Regions from separate parts of the Mus musculus genome. Here region 2 is linked to region 1. Evidence: chromatin contacts called from public promoter capture Hi-C data. All regions are on one chromosome and are shown on one strand. The core of a region is the stretch at or near the end of the contact, and the rest is flanking DNA. Distances in the headings are between cores, read along the strand shown. Region 1 holds the start of Fbxo4 (F-box protein 4). Region 2 holds the start of 5430437J10Rik (RIKEN cDNA 5430437J10 gene).

Evidence for each region. Promoter capture Hi-C pulls out the DNA fragments that hold promoters and counts their contacts.
Region 2: a contact with region 1 is called in a promoter capture Hi-C map of pre-B cells, with 4 times the contacts expected there. The contact joins the promoter of 5430437J10Rik here to the promoter of Fbxo4 in region 1.

The regions. Positions count from the first base shown.
Region 1 is chr15:3,977,813-3,980,956 of GRCm38.p6, forward strand. It overlaps Fbxo4 (F-box protein 4), which reads right to left and starts at 1,761. Exons shown (of 7, transcript NM_134099.2): 1 at 1,430-1,761; 2 at 1-185. The coding sequence starts at 1,612.
Region 2 is chr15:5,494,921-5,498,020 of GRCm38.p6, forward strand. 5430437J10Rik (RIKEN cDNA 5430437J10 gene) reads left to right here and starts at 1,398. Exons shown (of 5, transcript NR_045274.2): 1 at 1,398-1,435.

The DNA.
Region 1 (3,144 bases), core at 511-3,010:
TTTAAGATCTCTAGATCTGGAAGTGACTTCCAATCAACCGAAGACCAAGAAGGGAGATCCCGCAACAGAAAGTATCTCCAGAGAATTGGGTCTCTTATAGTTTTGTTCCAGTAATGATCTGTACTTCCCAGCTGGCACAGATCGTGGGGTGAAAGAAACGACAAGATATACAACTGCACATCAACCTGAAAGAGAGGCAAGCAGCATGAAAGAAAGAGGTCATCTGTCTGGGGCAACTGTTTGCGGTGGCCTAATCAGTAAAGAATCATTGTACTGAAGGTCGCCTGAATGACTGGTTCTTTAAAATACATAAGTCTATCTTAACATCCCTCCACCAATAGAAAATTCAAAACTAAACATTTTCATCCCTAACACACCTGAAATGTTGCAAACTCAAGCTCTGCCTTTCTATTTTTCAAGCAAAGTAACCAGTTCCTTTCATTTCTTTCCATGAGTATGTTGATGTACCAGTTACTAATTTGTTCTTCAAAAATAAATGAGTGTCAAGTGGAGATTTTTTTCAAGCTGGAGAGATGGCTCAGAGGTTAAGAGCACTGGCTGCTCTTCCAGAGGTCCTGAGTTCTATTCCCAGCAACCACATGGTGGCTCACAACCATCTGTAATTTGGATCCAGTGCCCTCTTCTGGTGTGTCAGTGACAGTGTACTCACATATACATAAAATAAATAAATAAATAAATCTAAAAAAACAAAGTGGCGGTTTTTCTGATTTTATCACTAGATCAAATGAAAGCATGTGAACCTGTCATTTGAATTTCTCTCTATAGAGTATTAATCAGGTTCCGAGGACACCTGAGAGAAGCTTGGAGGTAACCTAAGCCTGTGGCTTTCATTTAGAGTGAATGTCAGTGGGATGTACTAATAACCCAACTGAGATAAAGGAATTGTCATCAACAATGTATAATCTATTTATTTATTTATTTATTTATTTATTTATTTATTTATTTTATCTTTCTCTGAAACTTTAAATTGCATGCATCCTCTTTGCAGCCTGACCTAACTTGAGGTACTTGTAACTTTACTGGTTTCAATTATGTGGCAGTTTTGTTGCTTTGGATATGTCAGAGTTGCTTGCTCTAGGCGACCCCCCCCCCCCCCTAACTGGAATACATTGACTAGGGATTAAAATGTGCAGAAGAAAGACACTGGAATGCCTTCCAAGCTAACCCACTTCCTTCATCAGATTTCCAGACATCCAAATAGGATGACTGACAACCTGTGGGTGATCTCGCTGGTCATTAGTGAGTGTTGTAGTGCGACCTTGGTTGGCAGGGGGATACCAAGAGTTACCATCAAGGCAATCCTGGCCACTTCACTTCCAGGCGAGCACACACCCGGAAGTGGCTGCCCTGCCGGCCCAGGCCCCCGGCCTGCGGCGGTCTCTGTGCGCGGCCTGCGGCCTCGGCTCACCGGCAGCCGCGTCAGCGCGCTCGTCTCCTCCGCCGCCTCCTTCCGGGAGGCCGTCGGCGTCGCCCGCTCCTTGGCCACCGAATACCAGAAGGTCCTCCAGCCGCTCAGGATGGCTGCCTCCAGGCGGCCCCAGTCGCTGGCGGGCGGCGGGGAGCCGGCTCCGCGGGGCTCGCTTCCAGCCATGGTCGCAGGCTCCGCGCGACACCGCGGGGCGCACGGGCTCCCCAGCCGCTCGGCCTCCGCCTCCGCCCCGCTGGTACGACCCGGGCTGGTCGGTTGGGCAGGGCTCCAGGCCGAGGTGGCCCGGAATGACTCACCCCGTTAGCCCAAACCCTCCCACACTACACATCCTCCGGGTCCCTCCCTGCCTCTGTGCGTCACCACAAGGACCTGGGAGCTAGGGCTTGTTGAACAGCCACCCTTTTTCTGAAATCTTGCTTCCCCTTAAGCGTTAGATATTAAGTAGGCTGTATGTGTGCTTCTGTGTTTTGGAATCAGCAATCTACCACTTGGAGTTGAGCAAAAACTGAGCCCGTGGAGGCTATCAGGAGCCTTATGTGTTATTAAAGATAACCTTGGCTGACTAGAACATCGTGCTGTGGAGAAACTATTGTAGATGGGAAGCCAAAACTGCCTCAAGCGTAGCTCTTTTAATATTAACTTCAATCTGGTTTTGGTCTAACCTCATGAGGTTGGGTGAAACTTGTAAGCTTTGCTTAAAATTTTATTTAACTACATGTATGTGGATATATGCATGAGCACTCAGGTTCCAGCAGAGGCCACAGGCATCACAAACCCTGGAACTGGAAACCACACCCTTGAGAGCCACCTACTCAGGCCCTCTGAAAGAACAGTACATTCTTATAACTGCTGAACCATCTCTCAAACACCTGCCCCCTTTACCGATTTTAAAGTAAATAATGTTGTAACATCTGAAAGCCAGGCAAGATGTAGCCAATTTTATCTAGGCTGTGTACATAATGCCCTCATCAGCGTAGGTGGTATATGTATTTGATGTATGGTCTTTGTTTTGTGGCTATAATAGTTCTTGCAACTGCTTCCACAACTTGGTGTGCCAACCTGAATCCAATCTCTGGCCATGGCCACTCACATTTTGCTTGCATTTACTTCCTCAAACTCCATTATTAGGTATTTTCTACCAAAATGGTGAGTTTAAGCCCACGACAAAAATGTACATACACTAAAAAATTGTTCAATCAATGATCTATCATAAAAGGTCAGAAGAAAATTTGATAGGAAAGAAAAGCCTGGATGTGGTACTATTAAAAGCCATTAGTGAATTTTTAATCTTCCAAAAGTGATGTCTATTCTAGTAACTTTAATCATAATCAAAAAGAAATTTAAGAAATGAGAGGTAGGCTATATAACAAAATATTATATAGCACTGGATATAGTTTTAGGAAAGACACAAATACCTATTTGGTAGCAGGTTATCAGTCTCTTTAAAGTAGATTACCTCACTTAATCTAATCCCCAAACCCATTCCACATCTAGACTTCATCACGGGAATACTTCGGATTTAGTAGTCACGTGTTAAATTCTTTAAAATCTTTTAGAATAATCTAGTAAGGATCACCACGTTATAACCTGAGGTGTAAACCTTGTTCTGGAGAACATGGAAGATGGGCGGAGCCCACATAATCTATCTCAAAATCACTGTCAACCTTTAACCACTTACTATTCCAAGATGGTTT
Region 2 (3,100 bases), core at 148-2,647, 1.5 Mb after region 1:
GAAAATTGAAAACTATACCTGTGGTTCCTGTGAGTAGCCTGTATTCCATTTCTAGCATGTAGTGTAGACTTGGGCACAGCAAAGCTTTGTGTAGGAAGCTTAGCTGGCTGGGCTTCAGTGTATGCATCTCTGAAAGTCAGGAGCAAAGATGACTGGAAGGACTTGGTCCTCAAAGGCTTTGATCACATTCTTTCTTCAGTCCATGATTAACCTTGAGAAAATGACTTCTTATGAATATCGACTTATGCTTTCACGTTGGTGACACATTACCTTGGACATATTAGGTCTCCCAATGTTAGTCAGTTTGCAAATAATCTCTAAGTATAGCTCATTATTTATGGTAGCAAATGGAGATGTGCAGCTCAACATATTGAGAAACCCAGGGTGGAGAGCGTAGGGCAAGGGTCACAGAGTGAATCACAGCCTGGGTTTGAATTGGCATCTCTATGAGTCATTCTTGAGTTTAACCACTAGACAAATTTCCTCTTGAGAAATACTAAGTGTGATGGATCTTTCCCACCAGCATTCCAAGGACTGTTGAATCGGTGTCTGCCAAGATAATTATTAAGTAATAAAAGTGAGGTGGGCGACATGAAATTTCGTGGATCCTAGCCAGGAGCGATGTGTTATCTGTGTAAGAAACTGGCCCAATCTGAGACGTTTAAAGGGAACACAGTGATGTTATGTCTTTAGGGAGACATGGAGGGAATCCCACTGCAGAAGTGAAAGTGCTACTTCCTGCTTTTTAAAAAATCATTTCAAAATGGAAACGTATTTAGAAAAATGCCAAGACCAGGTTCATGGTGCTTTTTCACAAGGCTGAGGCCCCAGTTGGGTGGGAGTGAGAACTTGCATAAATTCTTTTCTGTCCCAAGAGGTATTTGAGCAGTGTGCTTCTACATGATGAAGCCGGTTACATCTGTGAACATGGTTACACCTGTGAGGTAGGCATATTTAAGCTTTCGAGGGTTGTAGTTCATGGCACTGAGCTTTGGTCCCATGATACTGCATGCACAACTTTCCTGTGGCAGTGATTGCAATCTGGTGAGCACCAGCATCTCTGCTCACAGCTGCTCTTTGTATCCCGCAGGTGAAGGAATTTAGTGTTTCTTTAGCATTTATTTTTTTAATACTGAGGAATGTAGGTACTTGTAGCCACATTGGTAGTGGTTTGTGAGAATTGAGGAATTGAGCCTAGCTATGTGACCACTCTCCACCCTCAGAAAAAAAAAAAAAAAAGAAAAGGGAAGAGAGAACTCAGGATGTAAAAGGCCTCTCATTGAGAGACTAGCCAGTTGGGATAGGAAGCCATGAGCTGCCAATCCACAGCACCTCCTATTGTAGCTAGAAAAGGGTGGGATGAAGATGGCTTTTACATCTCTAGGACGGAGGTGTTAGAAGCTGGATCAGGGACTGGATCAGAGGATCAGGGGAGGTAAGGTAATTTGTATGAGGAATTAGAGCTGCAGATACTTATGAAAGCTATGGGGAAGGACCAACCTAGAGCAGTGATTCATGCAGATAAAGATGGTAGGCTACCCAATCAGGGAGTCTAATACATAAGTTTGAAGATTTTGTTCTCTCTCTAGTGTAATCTCTGTCATATAACCCTATATTTAGACAAGAAAGAATTCACTATAGAGGCTGAGCAGTGGTGCTCCAGGAACTTGTCTACTGTGGGGTAGATTCATGATAACCTACTTAAGGCGGCAGCCACTAGAAGAAGGAAGAGTCAACACAGAATGCAAAGCATGGTATTTTGTTTTTATTTTTCAAGCTACTTCATCTGGGATTTAATGGGTAAGTTACAGTTAATTTTTAAAAATTTATTTATTTATTTACACCCCAAATGCTGCTGCCCCTCCTACTGGTCTTCCCTTCATGGAGTTCCTCCTGTCCTCTCCCACTGACACAGGACAAGGTATGCAGCAGCCCTCTGCTACATATGTGCCGGGGTCCTTGGTCCAGCCCAGGTATGGTGTTTGCTTGGTGGCTCAGCCTCTGAGAGCTCCCAGGGGTCCAGGATTTTTGACACAGTTAGTCTTTCAGTAGGGTTCCTATCCCCTTCAGGGCCTTCAATCCCATAAGGGTCCTGGAAGTGGTTATCTGCATCTTTTTGGTCAGCTGCTGGGTGGAGCTTCTCAGAGGACAGTCATGCTAGGCTTCTGTCTGTAAGCTTAACAGAGAATCATTAATAGTGTCAGGAATTGGTGCTTGCCTAAGGGATGGGTCTCAAGTTGGACCAGCTATTGGTTGGTCATTCCTTCATTCTCTGCTCCATTTGGCCCTGCATTTCTCTTAGACAGGACACATTTTGGGTTGAAAGTTTTGTGGGTGGGTTGGTGTCCTTAGCCCTCCACTGGGGTCCTTCCTGACTACAGGAGGTAGTGTCTTCAGGTCCATGTCCCCACTGATAGGCATCTCCACTAGGTTACCCTCATTGACTCCTGGGAGCCTCCCCTATCTCAGTTCTCAGGGACAGCCTAGAAATCCACTCCCCCCATCTCTGGCAGCTGCAGATTTCCATTTATTATCCTGGTCTTCTGGGCCTTACTCTTGTCTCTGGCCACACCTGATCCTGTCCTCCTGTTTCCCTCATGCTCCTCTCTCCCATCCACTTTCCTCCCTCCCCTTGCCTCCCTTTACTATTATGTTTCCCTTCTAAGTGGGATACAAGCATCCTCACTTGGGTCTTCTTGTTTAACTTCTTTGGGTCTGTGGGTGTATCATGAGTATCCTGTTTTTTATGGCTAATATCCACTTAGTAGTGAGTACATACCATGCATATATTTTTGGGTCTGGGTTACCTCAGTCAGGATGATATTTTCTAGTTCCATCCACTTGCCTGAAAAATTCTTGATGGTCTTGTTTTTAATAGCTGATTAGTATTCCATTGTGTAAATGAACCACACTCTCTGTATCCATTTTTCCATTAAGGGACATCTGGATTGTTTCCAGCTTCTGGCTATTATGAATAAGGCTGTTATGAACATAATGGAGCATGTGTCCTTGTGGTATGGTGGAGCATCTTTTAGATATATGTCCAGGAGTGGAATAGCTGGATCTTTAGGTAGAACCATTTCCAAGTTTTTGAGAAAAC